Linked DNA regions of Sus scrofa: all the other regions are linked to region 3. A link is a contact called in public Hi-C and promoter capture Hi-C data. All regions are on one chromosome and are shown on one strand. The core of a region is the stretch at or near the end of the contact, and the rest is flanking DNA. Distances in the headings are between cores, read along the strand shown. Region 1 has its middle 15 kb from the start of KANSL1L. Region 2 holds the start of EEF1B2 (eukaryotic translation elongation factor 1 beta 2). Region 3 holds the start of IDH1 (isocitrate dehydrogenase [NADP] cytoplasmic).

What was found. Promoter capture Hi-C pulls out the DNA fragments that hold promoters and counts their contacts. Hi-C and Micro-C count contacts between places; a contact is called where the count stands out from the background.
Region 1: a contact with region 3 is called in a Hi-C map of liver, with 5 times the contacts expected there. The contact joins the enhancer-like site here to the promoter of IDH1 in region 3. A contact is called at or near these places in 1 of 5 promoter capture datasets (liver), 2 of 47 Hi-C or Micro-C datasets (heart right ventricle and liver) and 1 of 2 datasets of contacts at active chromatin or transcription factors (skeletal muscle).
Region 2: a contact with region 3 is called in a promoter capture Hi-C map of liver, with 4 times the contacts expected there. The contact joins the promoter of EEF1B2 here to the promoter of IDH1 in region 3. A contact is called at or near these places in 1 of 5 promoter capture datasets (liver) and 1 of 2 datasets of contacts at active chromatin or transcription factors (alveolar macrophages).

The regions. Positions count from the first base shown.
Region 1 is chr15:112,914,738-112,919,299 of Sscrofa11.1, reverse strand. No RefSeq gene overlaps it. Among named protein-coding and RNA genes, the nearest start is that of KANSL1L, 15 kb to the right of the region's middle. Within about 2 kb of position 3,124, at least 82 of the 83 cell types and tissues checked have an H3K27ac peak or open chromatin away from gene starts, as enhancers often do. A contact at or near this core is called in liver and skeletal muscle, where this site is marked.
Region 2 is chr15:109,450,372-109,455,212 of Sscrofa11.1, reverse strand. It overlaps EEF1B2 (eukaryotic translation elongation factor 1 beta 2), which reads right to left and starts at 3,312. Exons shown (of 6, transcript NM_001243524.1): 1 at 2,866-3,312; 2 at 2,255-2,377; 3 at 871-997; 4 at 532-598; 5 at 1-121. The coding sequence starts at 2,945. NDUFS1 (NADH-ubiquinone oxidoreductase 75 kDa subunit, mitochondrial) reads left to right here and starts at 3,400. Exons shown (of 19, transcript XM_003133603.5): 1 at 3,400-3,607.
Region 3 is chr15:111,360,101-111,364,496 of Sscrofa11.1, reverse strand. It overlaps IDH1 (isocitrate dehydrogenase [NADP] cytoplasmic), which reads left to right and starts at 2,167. Exons shown (of 10, transcript XM_005672136.3): 1 at 2,167-2,344; 2 at 3,374-3,439.

The sequences.
Region 1 (4,562 bases), core at 1,875-4,374, 1.6 Mb before region 3:
ACCCCTTGCCCAGGGACTTCCATATGCTGCAGATGTGGCCCTAAAATAAGAAGAAGAAGAAGAGGAAGAGGAAGAGGAAGAAGAATATTCAGTGTCAAGGAACAATGTGCTGGAGTTCCTGTCATGTGCAGCAGAAACGAATCTGACTAGGAACCATGAGGTTGTGGGTTCGATCCCTGGCTTTCCTCAGTGGGTTAAGGATCTGGCGTTGCTGTGGGCTGTGGTGTAGGTCAAAGATGCAGCTCAGATCCCACATGACTGTGGCATAGGCTGGCAGCTGTAGCTCCGATTGGACCCCTAGCCTGGGAACCTCTGTATGCCTGGGATGTGGCCCTAAAAATTAATAAATAAATATATAATAAAAAAGGTACAATGTGCTTAATATGTGGTTAAATGGGCTAAGAAATATACATTATGCAGTGTCAGCTCATACGTATGAAATATAGCAGCGCTTCTAGATGAAGGCAATTTTCTTCTTTGTGCTTTTCTACACTGTTTACATCAAACATCTATTATTAATCATTTCCTACCTCCCATTCCTATTATTTTTAAAGTACCATAAATTGAACACAAAGAAATAAGCAAAATTTATTTGTGTGATGGCTTGGTAGATTGAAATACTTATTTAAGGTCTGTAAATTTGGCAGACTGCAGAACTGACCACAAAATAAAAGAACCTAGAGATTGGAAACAACCTACCTCCTATGATTGTTTGATGAACAAATTAGATAATGTTTATTAAAATGCTTTCTGAATTATTACTTGTGTAATGACAAAACTTAATGCCTGTATCACCACTATAAATTCCATAAGGACTGGAACTTTGTTTATTGCCCTATCTCTAGCATTTACTCAATCTAGTAATGACATGCGCTGTGCCCCATAATATGACAAACACAACCTCTACTCAAACTCAATGATACTATCTCCTAAACTATTGATGACTTTCTCCCCTGCCTAAGTCCTTTAAAACACCTATACAGACCAAATAAAATATCTTTCTTTGAACTAACATAATACATGCTTGACTTCTCAGACTGTGCATTTAAAAAAAATTAAATGCCTTAATCAAGTTCCTGGGCTAGGGGTGGAATCAGTGTGCTGTGGCCTAAACCACGCCACAGCAACATAGGATCCAAGCCACATCTGTGACCTACACCATAGCTTGTGGCAATGCCAGATCCTTAACCCACTGAGCAAGGCCAGGGATCGAACTGTATTCTCATGGACACTATGTCGGGTTCTTAACCCACTGAGCCACAATGGGGACTCCCAATTACTTTCACAGTACATTACTCACTTACAATTTTTATTTCAGTGATGGTAAATCAGTTTTCCAAACACTTCCCTTACTCCATATGAAGGTGCAATTATTGTTTGAGCAATTAAAAAAAATTATTCTCTCTTACAAGAGCAGCTTGTCATAAAAATCATTGCACTATGTCACAATGTACTAAAAAGACCAGGAATAAGCCAGTTATTTTTCAATTCCAGTAATTTGTGTCATGTCTTATACTTTGTTATAACTCCAATTCCTTGGATTTCTCTCCCTCACCCTCACCGAGATCTTAACCTATCAATATGGTCGAAATAATAACAATTGCCTTTCTGGATCTAAAGTCTTCGTGCACTTCATTCCATAAATCATTCCATGTGTAAATTAGGTGCTTAAGAAAACCTGTAATCCAGCTGCAAGCTATAAGAGCTATATTTAGTACGCGCGCGCGCGCACACACACACACACACACACACACACACACACACACATCCCCCTTGAGTTCGTGGCTAGGGAAATGCCTGGGTGTAGTTTCGTGGTGAGTGGAGCGCTGGGCCAGGTGCAAGAGTCTCAGAGATGTTTTTATGTGTCCCTGGCCGACTATCTCCTCATAAAACTCGTTAATTTATTTGCGCTACTGCAGAACGGAGTTAACTCCAGAGCTACTCAAACTAGCTTTGGACAGATTTTGAAATGCTCGAGCTGATCGCTCCTGCTTCTTGCTGTAAAACGACCCAGCTAGACCCAAGGCAGGTTTGTCACCTTCTTTCAGGGTCCTTCGGGGGATCGTACATAAATATGCCTTTGGATTTGAGCGCTCAGCCCAAATAAATGTAAACACACGGACCCGTATAGACTTGGCGACAGTAACAAAGCTCTGTTAAAACTCGCCCCTCCAGCGGCAGGGCGGGAAGGTCCGGCCGTCAGGAGCCTGCGCGGGCGGCAGGGGGTAGAAGCAGCTTGACTTTCCTCTCGCTTTGTTTTTCCTGTCACGGTGATACAGAAATAGCAAAGGAGAGGCGGGAAGTAGCCCTGCCATATTTTTGGTATAAGTCTCTCGCTCTCTCTCTCCTAGCCGTATTTTTGGCGTGTGTGTCTGTCTGCGTCCGTATTTTCCCCGGTTGGCACGGGGAAGGGGTAAGGAGGAAGCAGGAGCAGCGATGATCCGCCCCAAAGCAGCCGCCGCGCCACTGCAGCAGGGTTCGGGCGCCGCACTCCAGCCACTTCCAGAACGCTCCGAGACGCTTCTGCAGGCCCCGCCCCCTGCCGGGGTTTCCCCGCCACCCGCGTTCATTTGCATGGTGCTGCCCCTCCCCCGCTGCCATTGGCCGGCGCCGCGCCCCGCCCACAGCCCCTCCACCGCGGCAGGGTTCCGTCCCCCGAGCCGCCCGGAGCTGCGGGCGGCGGGCGGACTGTTAAACCGCGGCGGCAGCGGCTGGGGCGGGAACGGGACGCGCTCTGGAGACGAGTCAGCGGCGCCCCGGGTGGGGGGAGGCGGGCAGGCAGCTAGAGATCACCTCGGCAGCCCCCACCACGGCCGGACCGAAGGTGCGGCGGCGGAGGGGAGCCAGGGCGCCCCAGCAGGCGAGTGGCCGGCGTCTCAGCGGCGGGCTGAGGGGGGTGGGTCTCCTCTGCCGGGGACGGCGGCAGCGCGGGGAGGGGAGAGCGGAGAAGACCGCTGGGAGAACTTGCGGCCAGGCGACCGACCAGCAGCCCCTCCGTCCCCCGAATCCTCTGGCCTCTTGGACTCTGGGTAGCAGCACAGGATCGCGCTCTAGGGCAGGGGTCGGATCGCAGCCAAATTTAAACGGCTAAACCTAACAGCTTTGGCAGGAGCTGAGGGGAGGGAAGGGGTGGAGGGAGGGGTGGGGGCGGACCTAAGCGCGGTCACGTGGGGTCAGGGGCGGGGCCTGGCAGGCCTCCCTTTTGTTTTGTCTGGCGCTTGCGCAGAAGGCAGAACACGTGGTCCTTTGGGCCCGCCCCTTGCTTCGGCGGCCGCGCCTGACGGGTGCGGTGGTTGTGCCCGGTGTTGAGGGTCTGTGACGCGGAGCCGTTTGCGTTAGATTGGTCCCTTGTTTTGTTTTTTTTAATTTTTGCTTTATTTCAGTAAGACGGTGGATTGGCCTTTAGAATTACGTTGGATGGAGGGGAATCTAGGGAATTATTGAGGAATGGTATTTCCGAGTTTGTGTCACTTTGTGTGCTGAAGGGATTGATGTTGCTGGAAAATTTGAGGATACGTGGTGTTTGGTAGCAAGAAATACAAGACTATGTTCAGGTTATTAAAGAAGCTAGTGGGAAGGAAGAGGCTAATTTAACAGCCAAGAGGGGAGGCACTGGATAGATCTTGTTGTGATGTTTTCTTACTCCGGGAGAATTATTATTTGGTTTGTTTCCATGCCCGCTCTGCTTCGGGCGGATCCGCTCCTCTTTTCCGCTTCAATTAGCGGTCAGCGGGGACTTTTTTTTTTTTTTTTTTTTTAATTATGGGAAGCACGTTACTTTTGGATTCCCCCAACTTCTATCAACTGGCGAGATTTAAGAAAATAGCTTCCTTCGTCTTACCTTAACCAGTTTGTTTAACTTGTGCTGTGTTTGGGTCAAAGGGTTTTTTTTTTTTTTTTTTTTTTTTAGATACCGACAGGATAGGGCATGTTTGTTAGCAACAAAACCTGAGATATTTACCACTACTGCAGACAAGACTGGCCCTGTGTTTGACTGGAAAGAAGAGGCTCTAAAAGTAATTAAACATTAGAGAAAAACCTGGTGTTCTGGAATGTAGATTGCTTGAGTAAGGCTTACCAGTGAGTGGTCTTGGCTGTTTCCAATTCTTACACTAGCTGTTTCCTTGGGCAAGTTACAACCTCTCCTATCTCAATCTGTTTCCTCTTGTAAATAGTTTCATAATACTGTCCCTGCCTTAGGAGGTTGTTATGAGAATCAAATACCTTGTGTTCGTAAAAGTGATTTATAATATTTATCAACACTACAAATACAGAAATTGCCAAGTAATACAGTTTTCTAACGAAAATGCGCTGTTTTTAGCCGGGATACTGGAAGAACGTAAACAATGAATCATGAAATACGATGTATTTGACTATCTTCAAAATCTGTTATAACTCTTTGGTTCTCCTTCATTTCCCACTTAATCAGATTAGTGTCGAGGTTGGTACTATTTCCTCATAGCTTTAATCTAAATCTCTTATCCAGCCCTTCTGGACTTTTTTTACATGAAATTTTTCTTAATCCAGACCATTTCTATCACATTGATTTTTTTACATTTGTG
Region 2 (4,841 bases), core at 2,063-4,562, 1.9 Mb after region 3:
CCCCAGACCAAGCCATCTGCTTGAATGCTTCTGACGCACTCCTCTAGTTTTGCCATATCTGTCTCATCATCCCAAGGTTTCACGTCTAATAAGATGGAAGACTTGGCAACAAGTGCTGGTTCTAAAAAGTGTAAGAAACAACATTATTCAAATACCTCTGCTCTACTATTTTTACCCTACTCCAAGGTGCTTAATGGAATCTTAATGTCTCTAAATGGATCCTCTCCTCAGCCATATAGTTATAGAAAATACATCTTGTGTTTGTCACACACATGCCCACTTTCTGTTTGGCTAAGAAAGAGGTGTTTAGTTGTGTAACAGTTTTTTTCCCACAGAGGAATGCTGCAGTTGCTACCATGCGAACAGCTGCAGACCAGTAGCTGTGGAAGTTTTGAAGCTCTGCCTCAAAAGAAGATATTGAAATATGTATTCAAGGAATGTGGAGGAAACTTTGGGAATCAATCTTTGGAAAAGATTATTCATGTTATTACGAAAAGAATTAAGTTATATACAAATTATAAAATGACCTACTTTTGGCTTTCTTTGACTCATACTGTGCAAGGCGTTCTTCTCTTAGCCTCTTAGCTTCTTCACTTTCCTGTGAAGAATAAATTTAATATATTTCACAAAGCTGGTTGTTCCCCGCCTTAAAGCTGATGGGATCATCACAAAGACCAGCTTTATCAGAAAAAAGCAAATCCATCAGGAGCTCAGCCGAAAGATGGTGATTTGATTTTATTCATCATGTAGCTAGTGAGGATTTTCAAAAGGCAGGTAATAAAGGGAAGCTGGGATTCGACCCCAGCCATTCTGGCTACAGAGACTGTGCTTAAGCACACTGACACACACACATGTCAATTTATGCCATACCTCCTCATCATCGGATCCAAAGAGGTCAATGTCATCATCATCTTTACTGTCTGTAGCTCCACTTTCTGTGGTGTCTTCCACATTGGCAGGGCCATACTTGCCCAAAGCTTTCTTCACTCCTGGCAGGCTTAAAAAAATTAATCAACTGTTAGGATGGTATGATATCCCCCTTTATTTATTTATTTTTTGTCGTTCTGCCTTTTCTAGGGCTACTCCTGCAGCATATGGAGGTTCCCAAGCTAGAGATCAAATCGGAGCTGTGCTGCGGGCTTATACCACAGCCACAGCAACATGGGATCCAAGCCGCGTCTGCAACCTACACCACAGCTCACGGCAATGCCGGATCCTTAACCCACTAAGCAAGGCCAGCGATGGAACCGCAACCTCATGGTTCCTAGTCGGATTTGTTAATGACTGAGCCACAACAGGAACTCCATGATACCCCTTTTTAGACAATACATGAGAACTTGTTTTCATTACAACTTATCAACCGGTCCCTTTTGTACTGAGAACTTACCCTTCAACGCTCCCATGTAAATACCTGTGCATGTTTTAGGTCCTCACTCAAACATTAACAGCACGTGACATGTCATATTCAATATGCACAATGGTTTGCTTTTAGGATGAGTATTTCTGTTTGAGGTTTCATTAAGCACACTCAGTGGACTGGAGCTCACTCCCCCACCCCCACTCCATTCTTGTTAGCAGTTTCAGAAGAAAGGCAAAGGACTAAAAGAATGAGCCACCTGCTAACCCAGAGGTGAGTCCCCCAGATCAGGGTTAGACGCATTAGCAGGGTAATGTGGGGAAAAGCTAAATTGCTATTGTTGAAGTAAAATCATATCTAATGGCAAGACAATAAATAATTAAACATAAAAATTTTCTCTCCCCAGTTTGTGCCTCCTCTCTCCCCTTTTATGTATACTGTGCATCTGCATTAACCAAGCCTCCTTACAGGTAACATTCTTTCCTAATCTTGGGCCACCATGACCCACAACAAACTATTTGCTTTGCACCTGTAGATTTGGATTGTATAAACTGTTAGTAACATGTCATTCAACATACGGCCCTATCTCAAGAACTTCTATGGGTGGAACAGTTCTCAGATGTTTCTGAGGGGCTTTTCACAAGTTGTAATTCTCATTGTGGCTTGAGTAAAACTTTCCATTTCACCTGATTTGCTTTTTATCAAAATTGTTCATGTCCTACCTGTTACATGAAAAAATGGAGAATTCCAGTCTCTTGGTCTTCTAAAGTCACAGAAATTTAGCTTACAATATCCCAACAAACATGAAGTCGCCAGAATCCTAATTTGTCACGCGAAAATCCCAAGTTTAACCTTAAAATCAGTCCATTCTTCAGATGAACACAAAGATAATTTTACCTGGCCTTTTCTTTTTCATAAGATTTGATGTGATTATACCAACGTAGGGCATGACACAAGTCAGCAGGTGGTGGGCCGGAGACTGCTTCAAAAACTGCCACATCTGCTTGTGATGGCACATACCTGTCCATGATACAAAACTAGTTATACACACCTCAAAAAAAAAAAAAAAAAAAAAAAAAGCTACGAACACCAGCAAATAAATGACAAACGCTACGACCCTCAAATTATTGAATGAGAACGCGCCCATTTGTTAGGGGGCCCTAAGGTGCTTTAGCTATTTGAGAAAAGGAGAAAAAAAAAAGCTCCTTAGGATCAGGGATTATCTACTCAGTTCTCCGCGCTATCCTGAGACATGCCTGACACTTAGTAGACCTCGGAAATTGCAATCACTAACGCCATGTCTACAGGCTTCCATCTGTTAACTGAGCAAAACGCAGAAAAACCTAGTTGAATCAAGTAATCGAAAAGAAAGCACCTCTTTAACCCTTCTCTCTCTGCAGCCCCTTCCCCCGGGAGAGCCCTGGGTCCAGGCTTCCTTTCCTCCAGCAGCAGCCGAGGCCGCGCCACGTGGCCCCACCGCACCCGGCCGCCCCTGCCGGTCCGCTCACCCCTCGATGTAGCTCTTGTCTGCCAGGTAGTCGTTGAGCACCTGGAGGCCGGCGGGGCTTTTCAAGTCTCCAAAACCCATGGCGATTGTCGATCTGGGAACTGGGCCGCAGCGGAGGAAAAAAGGAGCGCAGGCGAGGGAGCCTAACGCTAAGAGGAAAAAGGCCGCAAAAAGCCCGGAAATTCCTTATATAGAGACGGAGGCGTTTCTCTCCGATGCCCCTGGCCGGAGGTTAGAGGTTAAAGGTTAAAGCACTTTACGCTTCCACAATGTAAAAATCAAGGGCTCTGAAATAGGCCGACAGATTGCCCACCGGTATTTCTCTGTGTTTGCAAATCATTAATAAAATGGATATTTCTCAAATTACTATCGCCAAGGGCTTCGGAAGATTACAAGAAGAGCCTTTTGAAGCACCGGAGATGACCGAAGACGTTCGGCCTGGGCCGCCAGGCCACTTCCGGCGGAACTGCAGGTCTGAGCCAACCCTTCTACCCCGCCCCCGCTCCCGGCTGCAACGCCCTCCGCCCCGCCCTCTGTCAAACTGACGGAAGTTGCTGAACTCAATCTACGCGGGAAGTTGTTGAACTGGGGTTTCTGGTCCCTCCCGGCTTTCCGTTCTTGCAGGACTGGCTGACGGAGATGCCCGAGGCCGCCATATTGAATAAGCAAATCGGCCTTTGAAGGGGTCGTTGCGGTGTAGACGGTTCTGCAGAGCAGCCATCCTCGGCGGCTCCAGGGAAAAGGTGAGGTCGTGTTTGGGTGAGAAGGCTGAGGTACCTTGGCCCTCGGAGTTTGTTCCTTGATGAGACTCTTTCCTTTGGTCCAACCGACTCATTTCTCCTCTTGTCCTTGACTGGGTACCCCGTTCCACCCTGCCTCCTGGGGAACCCTCAGAAAGCCGGCAGGTGAGGTCTGTTAGTCAAGGTTTCTGGTATGATGGAACAGAGAGGAGGAGAGGTCTGGAGGCCCGGGGGGAGCGCTAACCCGAATGCAGCCTTGTGGGTGACCTTCCTTCTGCAAGGGAATGCAGGACAGTCCTCTACCTGGAGAGAAGGCCGTATTGTTCCCCGAGAGAGGACCTGTGCCAAGTGACATGGGCCTAAAGACGGAGCATTTTCCACCAAATTAGCACAAAACCTGGTACAGTGCATCTTTCGTTGCTGTTGCCTTAGCAACCGTACATGCCTCTTATTATTTGGTTATGTTTATGGATTGGATAACACTTATTAACTCTTTCACTGGTGGGGAAACTGAAGAAAAGGACATTTTAAAATTTGTCCCAAGGTTGCAGTGCGAATAACAAAAAGCTACGTTGTTTAAAAGTTTGGGGGAACTAGTACATGTACTGTAAAATCGTGTATCAGAGACGACTCTGCTCAAATACGAATTGAGGGTGTAGGAAATGTAACGGTGAACTGTTTCTGATGAATAAACAGCAAATTAGTTTTTTATGGAATGTCCTTTTTTTCCACCGAGTTGTATGTGCATCTTTAAGCGGGGTGTTATGCGTTTGCCAGAACACCTGCATTCTTTAATAGCAGAGAAGTGACATTAAGTTATGGCCAGAGAGTGGAGATAGAGTTCATTTAGCAGACAGTTATTGATCGCCCACTATAAGCCAGAAATGAATCTACTAAGAAGAATTAAATGGTGATATGACTGGGGAGTAGTTAGGACATTTTAGCTGGGCTGGTCAAAAAAGTCTTCCAGCGTTTTTACATCGTTGTATGAAATACTGATTTTTGAATTTGAATCTGTCATTACTCTAATTCAGCAAATTCATTTTTACCTTCATATCAATATATTTTAATAGGACAGATTCTGCATATTCTGGAATTTGGTGATATCCACTTTTTTTTTCCTCAACATTTCACTACATGTATTTCCTCTTATGCAGTCTAAGCTGAGAATGCCATATAAATGGGTCACTGTGAAATGTGACAGTATCCACGGTTTGGGTGTGAGGTTTCAACAAAC
Region 3 (4,396 bases), core at 918-3,417:
CAGCAATATTTGGGATCTGATAATATCAAAATATTCAGATTTTTTTGTTGGCCAAATGAAAGACAAATGACGTCAAGGCACACCATATTAACCAAAGAGAGAAAACCCATGTTCTAAATGAATCATTACATGACATCCAGTAAAAGAACCAAGCTAAATTCAAAAGTATCAGAATGGAAGCAGTTAGTTTCATATTTGCCTTGCAAGCAGTAATTTAATTTCAGCCAAACTCATTTGTTACATTTAATTAATGTTCTTAATGGTGATATATTTTTTATAGTTTTGCCTCTAAGTCATTTTGTCTACAAATTAGTTATTTTATGGTTGTTTAAGAGCTATCAGCACAGGGAACATATATCTCTATATATTACTATAAGGCAATTCATGGGATCTACAAAAATTTTTTTAAAGGAGTTCCCTTGGGGTGCAGTGAGTTAAGGATCTGGGGTTGTCACTACAGAGGCTCAGGTCACTGCTGTGGCGGGGGTTTAATCTGTTGTCTGGGAATTTTTACATGCCGCAGACATAGCCAAAAAAAAAAAAAGAAGAAAAAGAAAACTATTTTGTATAATACTGGCTCAGGGAACACTGTTTTAGATGCTGAGAGCCCCTTACGTGTTACCTTTCCTCCCATACTGCCAGATTTGTAGCCCCTTTTTGGCAGTGTCTACTATTTAATGGAATACATTTTGTGATTAAACTAACTTTGGTTCTGTATAATTGCCTGAATTTATTCTCCCTGTTCCTCATTCTCCTCAGTTATATTCGATGTCTTTGGTCGTGCTATGTATCTTGAAGGCTACCCTAAATCCTTTCTGGAACAAGAATGAATAGAAATAATTTTAGTAGTCGCCAGGCGGTAATAAACAACGTGAACCTGATAGAATATGGAGTAAATTTGTAAGCTCAGGTGATTTGCGGGTCTCAGGTTTGAGATGAAAATACAAGACCATATATCTCTATCATCAATTCTACGGAAATAAATAGAGGTGACTGCTACTCTCAGTTAATCCAACTCAAAAATCAATAAGCGCGAGGCGGTGTAGTCTTTCCTTCGTCCTTTTCTCCTGGGAAAAATACCAGCGCCCTCTAGAGTCCAAAATGCACCCGTAGTGTCCATAATCTTCAGAGAGTTGAAGGAATAATCCGATATGAGAGATAATTTTTTTTTGTCTTTTGTTGTTGTTGTTGTTGCTATTTCTTGGGCCGCTCCCGCGGCAAGAGATAATTTTTAAAAGTTAATTTGGAGGCATGGAATCCTGGGCCAAGCGCGTGATTATCCTACAAATCACAGTCTAAAACACCCCCCCCCCCGCCTTCAATGTTTTCAAGGATAAGGAATACATAAAAAAAACAAAGGACAGATTTTTTTTTTTTTTTCTTTTGGCCTCACCCGGGGCAGGTGGAAGTTCCCGGGCCAGGGGTCGAACCCGGGCCACAGCAGTGACTACGCTGGATCTTTAACCCGCTAGGAAGCTCCAGATTTTTTTTTAAATCCACTGTTTTCTAAGGCTTCTCATCTTTAGTTGAGCTTCACTGGAACTCAGATAACAATCTCACTATCTTTTAATGCAAAAGACGACCGCGTTTATTTATAGTACGCAGCAGTAACTGAAATTGTAAATACAGAAGCTCCAAAGAACTTGTCGCAGGCGGTCGCGGAAATACAAGCCGACGGCAGTGCATCTGCTCGTGCCGTTCAATCTTTTGTATTCTAGCTTCCCCTAAAGCGACCCCCGCTCGCCCAGGGCTCGCTTCCGGCAGTCCCAGACTCGGTCCAGCCTATGGCACATCCGGCGAGCGGCGGGAAGGGGACGTGTCCGGACCGCTTTGTCCCCTGTTTGCCTTTATCGCAGGCCTGCAGGCTGCGGAGCCCTACGTTCTTACAAAGACCGGGACGCTCCTTTGGGGTGTAGGACTCAGAATACCAGCCGCGGCGCGCCCTGCTCCCTAGCCTGCAGGTGGCATTGTCCTCCTTCCGCAGTAGGGAAGCAGGGGCCAAATACCGCAGCACCACTGCCCTTTCCCCCACTGCGAGCGTAGGGAAGCCTCCCCCACCCACTTCGCCCAAGGTTCCGGAACCCGCCCCTGATCCCAGGCCCCGCCTATCTCAGGAGGTCGGCGTTCGGCGATTGGTGGCGTGGCAGGGGCGGGTCTCCGGGAGGTGGACTGAGGGGGCCGGACCGGGACAAAAGCCGGGAAGAGGCAAAAGCCCTGCCTCCTCAGACCCGTTCTGTTTCTGCGTTGGCTGTTAAGAAGCCGAAACAGCTGGGGCCCAGCTGGGGTTAAGCCAGTGAGTGGCTGTGGCCGTTCCGGGTCATCGCCAGGGTACATTCCCCTGCAGGTAACCGCAAGTTTTTCGAGGTCGAGGTCGGGGGACGGGACGAGGGGTCGGGGGGCGGCCCCTGGCTTTCGCCGGGAGGCTCTGAGTCTGTCAATGGCTGGAGTGGTTTAAAAAAATAAATTAAAAAAAGGAAGCTCAGATCTTGCGTATGGTGGGGGAAACTTAGGCAGTCCTGGTTGCAAGACAGCTGGTGAGGAATCCAAGTATTGGGCATGGGAAAAGAAAATAGGAAGGAAGAAGGTGCTGGATGCCTGGACGTGCAAAAGGCCAGCTCCTGGGCGTGGGAGCGTGACACTGGGCGGCTGGAGGTGGCATGCAGTGACAATTGGAGGGCCAGGTCTGCAAGAGAAAGGAAAACCGGGCTGGGGGAGGATGCAGGGATGCGTGGAAGACGAACTCTTGGGTTCAGGGGGAAGAAAACGTGCGGCCTCGAACGCTGGAGGACTTGGGCGTGTGCCTCGAACTCGAGCTGGCTGGCTGCGTCCGTTTGGGTTGCTTGAAGAAGGGAGGCGAGGGGCGTTCCCTAGGCCACCTGGTGGTGGGCGGGAGCGCAGTTGTGGGTGGAGACCGCGCCGCCGCCGGCTTCTCCAGGTCAGGGCCAGACGACCCCCAGCTCGCTCTCTGCACCCGAGATTTATAGGTCCCGGCACCTTCCGGAGCGGGCGTGAAGACCTGGAAGGAGGAACCGAACCAGCTTCAGTTGCAGCCCTCTTGCACAACGCCCACAAGGACGCATGCACGCCGGGAACCTGCTGGTTACGGCGTCCCCTTAGGACATCCAAACTGCAAGGCTAGCTAACCCAACAGCGAACCCAGGACGCACCCCTCAGTGTGTGCCGGCAGAGCTATCTCCTTTATCTGGAAGCTGCCTGCGGACCTAAAACTGCCCTTTGCCCCTCTGGGTACACTCAGCACTGTACTTTTAAACCAGATAAACCGGGCTGCTCAGGCCAGTATAAAAAGCAACTAAATTCTCCTGACACGACTATTTTGTAAATTACCTTTCTCTTCCCTTTTGTTTTGTTTTAGGAGATAAACTGCACTCAGCTGAGTGTGCAAGATTGGGAAGAATTGGGGTGATAAGAAGTTGTAAAGGTAAGACAGCACTTTCTCCCCTTCATGTCGGCAGTACTGCGTTTCATCGCTCTTGGAAGTCCTGGAGGTGGTCGGAGGCACTGCAAAGGGCCTGAAGCAGGGATCGTTCCAACAATAAATTGCAAATGCTTCCTTGTTTCTTTCAGTCTAGAGGCTTCTCTGCAAGACAGTGATTTTTTTTTTTTTTTTTACCCAGAAATTAATGTAGTTCGTTAACTCAGCCGACAAAACAAAACAGTGGCTAAAAGTTTGGGATCGATGACAATAAAGTCAAAGAGGGTGAGCGGCTCTTTTTTTCTTAAACTGCTCTGTATTAGTCCAGGGTTTATTTTCTAGCATTGCACAAGTATGTCAGGAGATTGGAATCCAGCTGCATTCAGAATAAGTGAACTAGCCTGTTGGCAAAGGCCTTCCTTCTGAAGTCAAGGTTTGGATGGAGACAGAAAATCTGAGGGTCTAGGGTAGAAAGTCAATTCAGTGGAGTCTATAGCCCACTCCATGGGATTCAAATCTGGAAGAAGTAAAATAGTGTTCTACATTATAGTAAGTGAGAGTTTATAATAAGGCTTTGTTTTTGTTTTTGTTTTTTGTTTTTTGTTTTTAGTTGAAAGATGGTAAAAATGTAATGGATAAGTCATTGAAGGAAACCTGCAAGTTTTGATTATGCATTATGAAGTATAGAAAGATTACTGCAGAAAGTGTTTGCTTCAAGTAAAAAATATCACTCAGGATTAAAATTTCATGCATGATATATGACCTTCTATTAACTGTATTTGCCATGAAAGAAAATTAACCAAGTTATAACTCTTGCATAAAACTGTGTGGGAATATGGCCTTGGAAATGTATCAAAACTAAGATAAGTTGCTGCCTTTTTGTTTTGTTTTGTTTTGTTTAGCTGTGACAGTGGGATCAGCACAACCAAATCATATACTTTAAGATGCACTTGAAATTATAAA